3 separate regions of the Mus musculus genome follow, and all the other regions are linked to region 1. A link is a contact called in public promoter capture Hi-C data. All regions are on one chromosome and are shown on one strand. Each heading gives the region's core, a stretch centred on a gene start, on an enhancer-like site or on the middle of the called end of the contact. The rest is flanking DNA. Distances are from core to core; before and after follow the strand shown. Region 1 holds the start of Rps27 (ribosomal protein S27). Region 2 holds the start of Pmf1 (polyamine-modulated factor 1). Region 3 holds the start of Hcn3 (hyperpolarization-activated, cyclic nucleotide-gated K+ 3).

Region 1 (3,894 bases), core at 845-3,344:
GAGTGTAAAAAGGCATTTGCCACCAAGCCTAATGCCCTGAATTGAATACTCAGGACATAAGGAAAACAAACGACTAAGAGCTCAGGATGAAGCTCAGTGTACCTACTGTAGAGGTTTTCGTGACCACCTGTGGGGCGTCAAATGACCTTTTACAGGGGTCATGGAAGACCATTGGAAAACACGGATTCTTACAATTTACAACAGTAATAAAATTACAGTTATGAAGTAGCAACAGAAATAATTTTATGGTTGGGGCAACCACAATATGGAGGAACTGTATTAAAGCAAAAGGAAGATTGAGAACCACTAGGGTAGATGACTGCCTGTCCTGGAATTCTCTCTGTAGACCAGGGAGGCTTCAAATTCACCGATCTGCCTTGCCTCCTAAGTTATGGGATTAAAGGAGTGCACCACTACTGCCAGAGGCCAAGACCCTTTCTTCAAAACAAACAAAAAAGCTTGGTGGTACAGGCATACTAGAGTCAGCACTCGGGAGGCAGAGGCAGGCGGATCTCTGATTTCAAGGCCAGACTGGTCTACAGAGTGAGCTCCAGGACAGCCAAGGCTACACAGAGAAACCCTGTCCCTGCCTCCCCCCTCATCCCCTGCATTTTCATACTTCTGCTCACATGATAAATTGCAGATGTACAAGTATTATAAGAAATTATTTTCAGTCTAGGAAAAGGAATGAATTTCTTTCTTTCTTTTTTTTTTTTTTTTTTTTTTTTTGAGACAGGGTTTCTCTGTGTAGCCCTGGCTGTCCCGGAACTCGCTTTGTAGACCAGGCTGGTCTTGAACTCAGAAATCCGCCTGCCTCTGCCTCCCAGGTGCTGGGATTAAAGGCGTGCACCACCACACCTGGCCATGAATTTCATTTTTAAACCTAGAATCTATTTCCCAAGATATCTCTGCCATGTATATTGCCAAAATCCAAAATCAACATGCATTCATTTAAGCATGGACTATTTATTTATTATTTTATTTATAGACACTTGAATTCAGAGATCCACCTGCCTCTGTGTTGAGCAGCAAACACACAAATTTGTACAATGTGGTAATGGTTACAGCAGCTCCATAGTTAAATAACATACTTTTTGTTTTGATTTGGTTTTTAGAGACATCTCTTGTAGTTCTGGCTGTCCTACAACTTGCTAGATCAGGCTGGCCAGAACTCAGTCTCTTCCATGCTTTGCCAGAATGCAGTGATAAAGGTGTGACCAACCTCGTCTGGCCTTTAATTAGCACTTTAAAAGCAATGCACGTGTCAAGTGGTGTAAGGATATTTGATTTTATTCCTCAAAGGTAAAGAATTGTAAGAATACAAAGTCGGGCTCTATCTTTAGCACTGGAAAACAGCAGCAACAACAAAACAATAAAGGTAAACAATAGGGTTAGCTGCAGTGGAGCAAATATGAACAGGATTTGATTTTGTTGTTTTTTCAGACAGGGTCTCCTGTAGTCCACTCAGACCTCAAACTTGCTAGGAAGCCCAGTGCCTAGAATGATTTTGAACTCCTCGTCCTCCCGCTTCATCCTCTGAAGTTCTGAGATTCCAGCCTTGAGCCACTGACAGCACCACTGCGCCCTGCCCAGTTTACGCTTTGCACATTCTTAGCACGCACTCTACCTACCAGCGTAGTACACCCCCAGCTTCAAGCAGGTATCTCATTTTTTAAAAAAAAAAACCTATTTACGTCTAGAATTATTAATCAGCGTAAATCAAACCAACTGGAAAATGGTAAAGACTATCAATAACTAAAAATGTCATGGATAAAAGCTTCTCGCTGGTGTTCACCTGTGATGTTCCCATCACACTCCAGCTGTCAAAGCGTAGTCGGAAACTACGTGAGAAAAAAGTATCCATTTTTCTCGCCACAGCAGCTAAATTCTGAACTCAAAATAGAAGCTAACTCTCTCACCATGGCTACGCGCCCGCGACGCGAGGAGCCTTTACGGACCTTCTACAAATGGCAGTCAACGGGCATTCCGTTGCATTCGAACAGAGTAGAAGACCTTCCGAAGATGGCGAAGCAACACGGCTCGTCACTTCCTGTCCCATATCAGATATAAGGAACAGGATTTCCGCTTTCGCTCCTTTCCGGCGGTGACGACCTCCCTACGAGAACATGCCTGTGAGTTCCTTGGTCCAGGTTTCGACAGAGAACTCGCTCTTGGGTCCGCACGGTCCTCTTGCGCTAATTGCGGGTCCTACAGGGTCCACATGTGCGCTCTGCGTCTCTTAGGACAGTAACCAGAGCCGCGGCGGCCCACGGGTCAGCCGCGTAGACGGGAGCGGAGAGGAGATAAGATGGCGGCCCAGCTACGCAGACACCAGGGGCGGCGAGGGGCGAGTTCTCCTCGGTGTGTGCCAGTGGGGGCTCTTTCCCATCATCTCTTTCCTCCATTACCTTCTAAGTCTTTGCATTTCTGCCCCTTTTAGCTCGCAAAGGATCTCCTTCATCCCTCTCCAGAAGAGGAGAAGAGGAAACACAAGAAAAAGCGCCTGGTGCAGAGCCCCAATTCCTACTTTATGGACGTGAAATGCCCAGGTAAGGAAGTGGTTTTCAGCTGTGCGGGAAAACTAAACTGTACTAATGGTTGTAACTTAATTTTTGATTTTATTACGAGTTCAGAAGTGGTAACTTGGAGAGGAATAAAAGAAGTTAACATTTTTCTTCTCTTTTTTTTTCTTCCCAGGATGCTATAAAATCACCACGGTCTTTAGCCATGCACAAACGGTAGTCTTGTGTGTTGGCTGCTCCACTGTCCTCTGTCAGCCTACAGGTGGAAAAGCAAGGCTGACAGAAGGTGAGTGGTCTCAGTGTTGGGGTTTTGTTTGGCTTTGGGGTCCTAAGGTGAAAGGCTGAGTAGAATGCAAGGCTTCCGGCTGGTAAAGCCAGCTGCACTCCTGTTAGGAAGGTTTAGCACTCTGCAGATGAGGCAGGGTCAGTGGCAGGCAGAAGTAACGTTTGCATCTTTTTCTTCCAGGATGCTCCTTCAGGAGGAAGCAGCACTGAAAGCCCCTGATTGAAGATGAGTGGGAACCTTCCCAATAAACACGTTTTGGATATATAATGTTTGTCTTGTTTAACTGGTAGCAAGTGGTGCCTCACATATCCCAGGGCAAACAGAAGAGTGGTCCCTTTGGGGTCAAGTAAGTGGCCAAACACCTAGAGTCCATTGGGGGCATTTTTATCTAGATTCACTGTATAAATCTTAGACCATGGTTTAAAACTGGTGATAGTGTATAATTGGGCTTACTCTTCTATGTCTTTTTGGTAGTAACTTTTAGCAATGGTTATTGGAAACATTGTGTCATACAAAGGTGTGTGACAGTGGGGACTGTCTTTATTTAGGGATAATGGTACCCAGGCTGCTTTAATCCCAGTGCCTGAGAAGCAGAGGGTTACTGTTTTTCTGTGTGTTGTTGAGATGGCCTTAGGTAGCTTCAAGTGTATGTGACAGGATACCTGTCAAGTGATGGCATTGTAGGTGTGTACTGCTGTTGCGGTTTTTGTGGTGCTAGGAACAGACAGACACCGAGGGCTTCGGGAATCCAGCCTCAGAAATGTAATCTTTACACACGTGACTTAACCACCTAGGAGCTTTTATTTATACTTACTACAAACTTGATCTGGAGGTTTAGTTTTGTAGTTAGCTACTAAACTTGTGCAGGATTAGGCATCTCCAGTCCTCTACAGTTAGAGGGACGCTGACTACTAGGTTAGTGTTTTATACTCCATAACCAGTGTTGTAGCCGACTCTGCACTAGTGGTGGCCGTGAGCTCAGGAAGTGAGGGGGGGAACATGTGGCCGTGTAAGAACCTAGGAGAAAAAAAAAAGCGAGACAATCAAGGTGGTAACTTGGAGACGGACATATCTGAACTTGCGGAG
Region 2 (3,894 bases), core at 504-3,003, 1.8 Mb after region 1:
TGAATGAGCCAACTCACCCTCATAGCTCAGTCTGCTGTCAGACCCCACTCCTTGGAGAAGTGGAAAACTGTGACACAGATCCCAATTCTTTATCCCCCTTCCCTGTCCCTCAGGCCCGGGAACCGCATGAGCTGCTGGCCTTCATTGGCCCAGGTGACTACAGTAGAGGGGCATAGTTATAAGTGGGTCAGACTTACTAGAGAACACTGTCCTTGGAACTTTGCCCTGAAGCCAGGTTGGGAAAGAGCCACTGGCTTGGATGTGTGTTCCTCACTCTTATCTCCTCAGGCCAGCTGAGCCAAGCCCTGGAGGTACAACGGAGGTTCTGAGCCCGAGGCAGCAGTGCCACAGGCACACCTGCCACCCAGATGAATAGCAACAGGTGTCTCACAGTGGGACTCTGGAATATGAACTATCCTTTTTTTTCTTGTCCTTGGTTGTGAAGTATCATCCCAGTCATGGTACCCTGTGCTGGCAACAGAAAAAAAAAAAAAATACAGTCAGGAAGGCACCCAAGGCCAGGTCCACCTGGTTACCAGCCTCTTACTGCCAAAACCATTGATGCTTTCCTCAGGAGCGTCCCTCTTCCCTGCCTCTACTGAGCCTGTGTTGGTGGCAGAGAGGCACATCCAGGAATGGGAGGGAAGAAAGCAGGCAGATCTTGCTCTTCAGCCTGGGAGATGCTTGGGAAATGCCATGGTGCCAAATTGGAAGGTGCTAACTGAAGCCTTCATGTTTCTCACGGCTGCTCCACATTCTTCCATCCTGACTTGACCCAGTCTCCACACACACACCTCCTACTACTCGCTGTAGTCTGTATTTGTTTCCTTCTGAGCCCTCTACTAATGTCTCAGCATTTTGGTTTGTTTTTTGAGACAGGGTCTCATATATCCCAGGCTGGGTTTGAATTCATTATGTAGCAGAGGGTAGCCTAGAACTCTTCATCTTCCTCCACCTCCTAAGTTCCAGGTTTACAGGACGCCGCCAGGCCCCACTTCCTGCACTTTATTGAGAGAGCCCTTCAATCTTGCCCATAGTCATCTGAAGGGTGAAGCCCACAGATCATTTTAAATCCTTTCGCTCCTCACCTCTACCTTAAGACCTATCAATACAGTGGAGCAAGGGCCCCTCTCAGGCTTTCACTATCAAGACCTTTGTGATTGGACAGCTCTGCTCTTTGGTCTTTCCTAACGGGGCAGAGTGTGGACATAGGTTCCTCCCACCTTTCATACCTTAGGTTACTCCTTCCCGACTTTTCTTGTCCGGTGTTTAAGCCTCTCCCTTTCTTGTCCTATCTCCCTTTCCTTCTTTCCCCTTGTGTTTGAAAGGACCTTGGATATAAAGGTAAAAGGCACCCCCGTGTCGGAACTCCTACTCTCCCAAGGTCAGGGTCTGGGATTGGCCTTGGTGAAGATGAGCCAGTGGGCGGCCATTTTTCCAAAACTGGAGACCAAAACAGCTAGAAATGTTGACCCATTGGTCAACACACAAATTAGAAACTCGGCAAGACAGGAGGGCTGGATAGAGGCACATGGGAAAGAATGCACATTCAGCATTAGCTAGAAATGGACTCGAGGAGATTAGCTGCGAATATTCACTGTTGCACTGTATGAGATCTTTGAAATGTAATTAAAAGTTTTTATTGAGCCCCTAAACTCTGGCTTTTGGGTTTTGTTTTCTGCCCTTCCCCCCCTCCCTCCCCCCGGAGCTGAGAACTAATTCCTCGTCCTCGGCCACTGCCCCGCCCCATCCGGCTCCGTGACGGGCATTCCGCGGCCTCCAATCGGAGGTCCTGTTGGGAGGAGCTGCAGGGCCAGTTTATTTTGGCGGTTCAATTTCAACATGGCTGAGGTGAGCCGAGATAGCGAGGCTGCGGAAAGGGGGCCTGAGGGCTCCTCTCCGGAAGCTGTGCCAGGGGACGCGACCATCCCCAGGGTGAAACTCCTGGACGCCATAGTAGACACTTTCCTCCAGAAGCTAGTCGCCGACAGGAGGTAGGTGGCGACCAATGGGGAGAGGTGGCGGGAGGTCTGTCGCAGGATCGTAAGTCCCGCGAGATACGCTTGGCGCAGTCACGTGGGCGACCCGCCGCGGTGGAGCAGGGCTGCTCCCCTGAAACCTCTCGCCGCGGTTTGCGGAGGAGTAGAGGGAAGGTCGGATTGCAGTTGCTGTCTTCTCCACCGTCCCGCAAGGCAGCAGCCTGGGGCCCGCGGCAGCCTTAGGGCAGCCGACGTCCTTCCCCAGAGGTCATCTGCTTACGTAGACCTAACGCGCCAGGGCGCCAGATGAGCGCAGAGCTCTGCTGGCTGGAGCGCGCGGGAGGTGGCAAGCACTGAGCTTGCAGTCTTTTTTTTTTTTTTTTTTTGAGAAAGGATTTCTCTGTAGCCCTGGCTGTCCTGGAACTCACTCTGTAGACCAAGCTGGTCTCGAACTCAGAAATGAGTGGCTGTCCTTACAGGCTGGTGTGCCAGGCCTCATAACCAGGAATGTCCTGGGCTCAGTGGTAAGAGCACTCGTTGATCTTGCAGATCTTGCAGCGCACCTACATGGTGGTTCACACCCACTTGTAACTCCACTTCCAGGGGATCTGACACTATTCTGGTGGGCATTAAGCATGTACATGGTGCAAATACATACGTGCAGGCAAAATACCTAGACATAAACATGACCGAATCAAATTAACATTTTAAAAAAAGGAATGTTAGCCGGGCAGTGGTGGCGCAAGCCTTTAACCCCAGCACTTGGGAGGGAGAGGCAGGCGGATTTCTGAATTTGAGGCCAGCCTGGTCTACAGAGTGAGTTCCAGGACAGCCAGGGCTACAGAGAAACCTTGTCTCAAAAAAAAAAGACTATAGGCTCAGTGCTCGCCACCTCCCATGCCTTCCCGCTCCAGCCAGCAGAGCTCTAGTGACTTCCACAGTGACTAGAGGAAGACTGGACATGCTGGCTTCAGGTGGACCTCAAATTCTTGCCCTGCTGTCCTTTTCGTTGGCCTGGCTAAGGCCCAACTGCCAGAAGTGCCAATCTTAGGTTTCACAATATAAAGATGCAGTCGCACATGGCCCTGCTATCTGCACTCCCCTGCCTTGTCTCTCCAAAAGCGAAATCTTTTTTTTTTTGGTCCTGGCAGTCTCCTGGACCTTCTGAAACAGTCTTTCTCTTTAGCTGCAGCAAGCAAGGGATTCCTTTTCTGTGTCTTGTGACATTTGAACCTGCCAGAAGAGACTGGGTTGGTGGTATTAGTGGAGCCCAGGGTAAAGGCCAGTTAGTACTATTCAGAGAGAAGCCAGGTCTCCCACCAGGACACAGTGCAGCCAGCAGCTTGTTACAGAGGAGTGGGTCCCATGAGGCTGAGGGGCTAAGGTCTTACCATATCCTGATCCAGTGCTATGGCCTGGGATGCTCTAGGCAGGGTGTGATTTATATAGTTATGTTAAGCCCAAGGAAAGAGCGAACATCAATTGTGCCTCAGTTGCTGGCATTTTAAACTAAAGAAAGGCAAGGAGGTGAGGGCGATGGGACTCAGTGGTAGGTAGGGCTCAGTGATGGAGCTGCTGGGAGGCCTGGGGCTCTACCTCCAGGCTCAGAAATAGCAAAGCTGGTTGGCATTCAGGAAACAGTACTACACAGAAAGAGTAGTTTTATGTATGAGCCATAGAAACTCCCTACCCACTCTGCAGGTTCAGGTAATTGGTCGTGGTGAGAATTCATGTCTGAGTGCAGATCTGCCTGTCCAGATCTCCTCTTACTCTGTCTTCACGGTTTCTGCCTTCGTCAGGCTGCGTCATCTTAGTCTTACCTCCCAAGTCCGTCCTTTTGAGTCAACCTGTGCAGGTCTTAGTCTCTGCTTCAATCCCTTTGGCCCTTCTATAGTTCAGATTCTTGGGTTCTCCC
Region 3 (3,894 bases), core at 907-3,406, 1.1 Mb after region 1:
CTGCCTCTGCCTCCCGAGTGCTGGGATTAAAGGCGTGGCCACCACGCCCGGCATCTCTTTGTATTTTATTGACAAGAATTTTAGGATTAAGGAGGTGTGATTTTAGCAGTGGTGGCACACACCTTTAATCCCAGCACTCGGGAGGCAGAGGCAGGCAAGTGAATTTCTGAGTTCCGGGGCCAGCCTGGTCTACAGAGTGAGTTCCAGGACAGCTAGGACTACACAGAGAAACCCTGTCTTGAAAAAAACCAAAAACCAAAAAAAAAAAAAAAAAAAAAAAAAGTCAAAACAAAACAGGGAAACTAAAACAAAAACAGCAGAACTACGCAGTCCATCACCTGCAGCTTGTGTAATTACTCAGGGCTGGAGAGAGAGCTCAGGGGTCAAGAGCACTGGCTGCTCTCCTAGAGTGAACCAAGTTCAAGTCCCAGCAACCACATGTGGCTTATAACTCTCTCTAACTCCAGTTCCGGGGCCTCTAGTGCCCTCTTCTCACCTCTGCAGGCACCAGGCACACACACATGGTTCATAGAACAGACATAGGAACAAACCCCTCAGACAGATAAAGTAAACAAATACAATTTATAAGTAATTGAAAGTTGCTGAGACTAAGTTCAAATTTTTAGTGATTGGTAAGTTTCACTAAGGAGCTTAAATGTATTTCTTTTTTCTTTCTTTCTTTCTCTCTTTCTTTCTTTCTTTCTTTCTTTCTTTCTTTCTTTCTTTCTTTCTCTTTTTTATTTTATGTATAATATAAAACCAGAAGAGGGCATCAGATCTCATTACAGATGGTTGTGAGCCATCATGTGGTTGCTGGGAATTGAACTCAGGACCTCTGGAAGAGCAGTCAGTGCTCTTAACCACTGAGCCATCTCTCCAGCCCTTAAATGTATTTCTAAAATGGAGACACTTGGAAGGACTTTAAGAAAACTGAACAGTGTCATGTGGATGTAGAAAGTGTACTTGGAGACTGAAACATGAATTTGTCTAGGAGAATTTGGTGAAGACTTCTTTTTTTCTTTTGAGACAGTCTCTTTATGTATCCCTGGTTGTCTTAGCACTTACAATATAGCCCAGGCTGGTGTCAAATTCACAGAGATCCACTTGCTTCTGCCTTCCAAGTACTGGGATTAAAAGACTGCAACACCAAGTCCAGCAGACTTTGAAAATTATTAAAAACTTCTGAGACCAGGTAGAGTGGCACACATTTGTAATCCCAGTGCTTGAAATTCAGAGGAAGATCAGAAGTTCAAGACCAGCCTGAGCTACAGCCCATGTCAAAAACAAAATGTAAACTTCTTGAAATAATTTAGTTGGAGATTATGACGGTTTATCTCAGGCAGTGGCTGTAAGAAGAGGAAAGAAGCTGGGTGGTGGTGGTGCATGCCTTTAGTCCCAGCACTTGGGAGGCAGAGGCAGGCGGGTTTCTGAGTTCGAGGCCAGCCTGGTCTACAAAGTGAGTTCCGGGACAGCCAGGGTTACACAGAGAAACCCTGTCTGAAACAAAACAAAACAAAACAAAACAAAACAAAAAAGTTGTTCTACACGTAAAGCTCAGAAAGGCATGTAGTATGGTATTTCCTTGGTTGTTGATCTGTTTATGGAGATGAACCATTGACTTAGCTAAGATTTCTGTGCTCAGTTTTGCATCCTCAGCATGCACTCAGTGAATGGTTTTGCTAAAGGTTGTCTTAATGAATTAGGAAACACATACTACAGAAAGCAGTTTAGAGGATCTCTGGCATAGCAAGACTCCTAGGAGAGTGCTGAGAAAGGACATGGTCAGAACAGATTCCCATTCTGTCCCTGACCCTCAGGAGGTCCCCAGGCTGCATATGCCCTAGTGAGTTTCCCGCCTCCAGAAGCAAGCTGAGCACTCCCACCACACAGACACACAGACACACACACAGACACAGACAGACAGACAGACAGACAGACAGACAGACACACACACACACACACACACACACACACACACACACAGCACCCACCCACCCTCAGGACCCCTAAGCCACGCCCTCTCGGGAAAGTGTGGGCAGCAGTTGTGCCAGCGGCCCGCCCCGCCCCGCCCCGCCCAGTCTCACGCAGCCCTCGCCAGGGGGCGCAGCTCTCGCACGTCTGTCGCCTGCACACGCCCCCTGTGCCCCGGGCGCACGCGGGTCGGAGCTCCCCTGCCTGGGCTGCTCTCCCAGAGACTTGCGCGCCCGCCATGGCCCTGGACCGGTTGGGGAGGCCCTACGAGTGAGGGCAATCATGGAGGAGGAGGCGCGGCCGGCGGCGGGGGCCGGCGAAGCGGCGACCCCTGCACGCGAGACGCCTCCTGCGGCTCCGGCCCAGGCCCGCGCGGCCTCAGGTGGGGTGCCGGAGTCTGCGCCCGAGCCGAAGAGGCGGCAGCTCGGGACGCTGCTGCAGCCGACGGTCAACAAGTTCTCTCTCCGGGTCTTCGGCAGCCACAAAGCAGTAGAAATCGAGCAGGAGAGGGTGAAGTCCGCCGGGGCCTGGATCATCCACCCCTACAGCGACTTCCGGTACGGGGGGCTCAACGGGGAGAGCGAGGGACACCAGTGCTACCGGCCGGGTGGAGTCACCTCCCCCAACCCAGCCTGGGAATTCCTAGGCGGGTTTCCCCGAGGTCCTCAGTGTTTTGTCAGGTTAGGGAAGCATAAGGGACAGCGAACATCAGGTAATCTCCGAGGACTTAGTGCACCCAATGCAGGAACCTCAATGACCACAGAGAGCATCGGAGTTTGGAAACCTTGCCTCTTTTCAGTACTGTTTTCTGGGGATGTGGGAAATTATATCATGCCCCAAAGCTTGGAGACCTGAGGAAGAAGCCTAGTTCCACTCTCTACCACGCTTTAACCACACACCGAGCACTTGCCCAGTTCAGTAGAACAGATCAGGGACGCTGGGAACGCTGGAGAAGAACAGGGGTCAGTCGGGTCCACAGCTCTGTTTGCTGTCCGTGGTGCTGAAGGCGGAATGCGGCTGGGCGGGGCGGGTACTCAGAAAGATTGGGAAGGAAAGCAGGGGCTCAGCCACCGCCCAGGTGTTTCCCGGAGAGAAAAGGGACAGAGAACTGGGATGTAGCCATTTCACTGTCCCCTTCAGGCTGTACGTCTACATCAAGGTCGCTAGGGGAGAAAATCAGCCCTGCCCTTGGGGACAGTGAAGGACAGCTTTCAGTTGAAGAAATGAGGTGTGTCTCTGGAGCTTGGAAACACAATCGGAGGCCCAGACAGTATCTTCCATTCTCAAACATTCACTCCCTGTAAATAGTCCCCTATTCTGCGTTGTTCTTTCCAGTCCTCTTTATTCTTTCGCTCTCACCTGCCTATCTGTTCTCCAGCAGATCCCCTCCCCTCCCCCAGTTCACCCTCAGACATATCCCCAGAAGCCATATCCCCCTCAGAGTTGTGTTGCTTCGCAGTCCTCTACCACATCACCCGCTGGGCTTGTGACTGCCTGTGAGTCAGGCTGTGAAGATGCTCTGATGGCGCGGCCAACCTTTCCTCCTCTCTCCCAGTGTCTCACAGTGCAAGATTTCTCCTCTGCAGCTGTGGAAGGGGAGGAAGAAACATCAGGGGTTTGTTGCTGAGTGAAAACATTCAAGTCTGAGGGGCATTCGGGGGTGGGTCTGGACTTGGGAACTAACAAGCTTTTTTGGAGGTTGAGAGGATTGATTTTTGCAATCAGAATCAGAAGGGACTGTGTTTAGGACTTACGCTGGGATTAGCCCTGAAACCGTCATGTGTGCTCCAGTGTTTTTTGTTTTTTGTTTTTTTCCTCTGAATGTTGTCCCCTGCTCCCCTCCTGACCTCATATCTACAGTTTCTTCTGAGGCAATGTAGCTTGTCCTTGCGCATCTTAGCACAGGTAGCCTGGAGGAGGGAA

What was found. Promoter capture Hi-C pulls out the DNA fragments that hold promoters and counts their contacts. Capture Hi-C pulls out chosen DNA fragments and counts their contacts.
Region 2: a promoter capture Hi-C map of liver shows a contact between it and region 1, with 4 times the contacts expected there. The contact joins the promoter of Pmf1 here to the promoter of Rps27 in region 1. A contact is called at or near these places in 1 of 39 promoter capture datasets (liver) and 1 of 9 other capture datasets (liver).
Region 3: a promoter capture Hi-C map of adipose tissue shows a contact between it and region 1. The contact joins the promoter of Hcn3 here to the promoter of Rps27 in region 1. A contact is called at or near these places in 1 of 39 promoter capture datasets (pre-B cells) and 1 of 9 other capture datasets (adipose tissue).

What each region holds. Positions count from the first base shown.
Region 1 is chr3:90,211,848-90,215,741 of GRCm38.p6, reverse strand. Rps27 (ribosomal protein S27) reads left to right here and starts at 2,094. Exons shown (of 4, transcript NM_027015.4): 1 at 2,094-2,132; 2 at 2,441-2,549; 3 at 2,698-2,808; 4 at 2,989-3,075. The coding sequence starts at 2,127. The coding sequence ends at 3,017. Nup210l (nucleoporin 210-like) reads right to left here. Exons shown (of 40, transcript NM_029937.2): 40 at 3,591-3,825. The coding sequence ends at 3,725. It also overlaps a transcript of Rab13 not described here.
Region 2 is chr3:88,408,256-88,412,149 of GRCm38.p6, reverse strand. Pmf1 (polyamine-modulated factor 1) reads left to right here and starts at 1,753. Exons shown (of 5, transcript NM_025928.4): 1 at 1,753-1,994. The coding sequence starts at 1,843. Slc25a44 (solute carrier family 25, member 44) reads left to right here. Exons shown (of 4, transcript NM_178696.5): 4 at 1-1,656.
Region 3 is chr3:89,158,419-89,162,312 of GRCm38.p6, reverse strand. Hcn3 (hyperpolarization-activated, cyclic nucleotide-gated K+ 3) reads left to right here and starts at 2,156. Exons shown (of 8, transcript NM_008227.1): 1 at 2,156-2,528. The coding sequence starts at 2,254.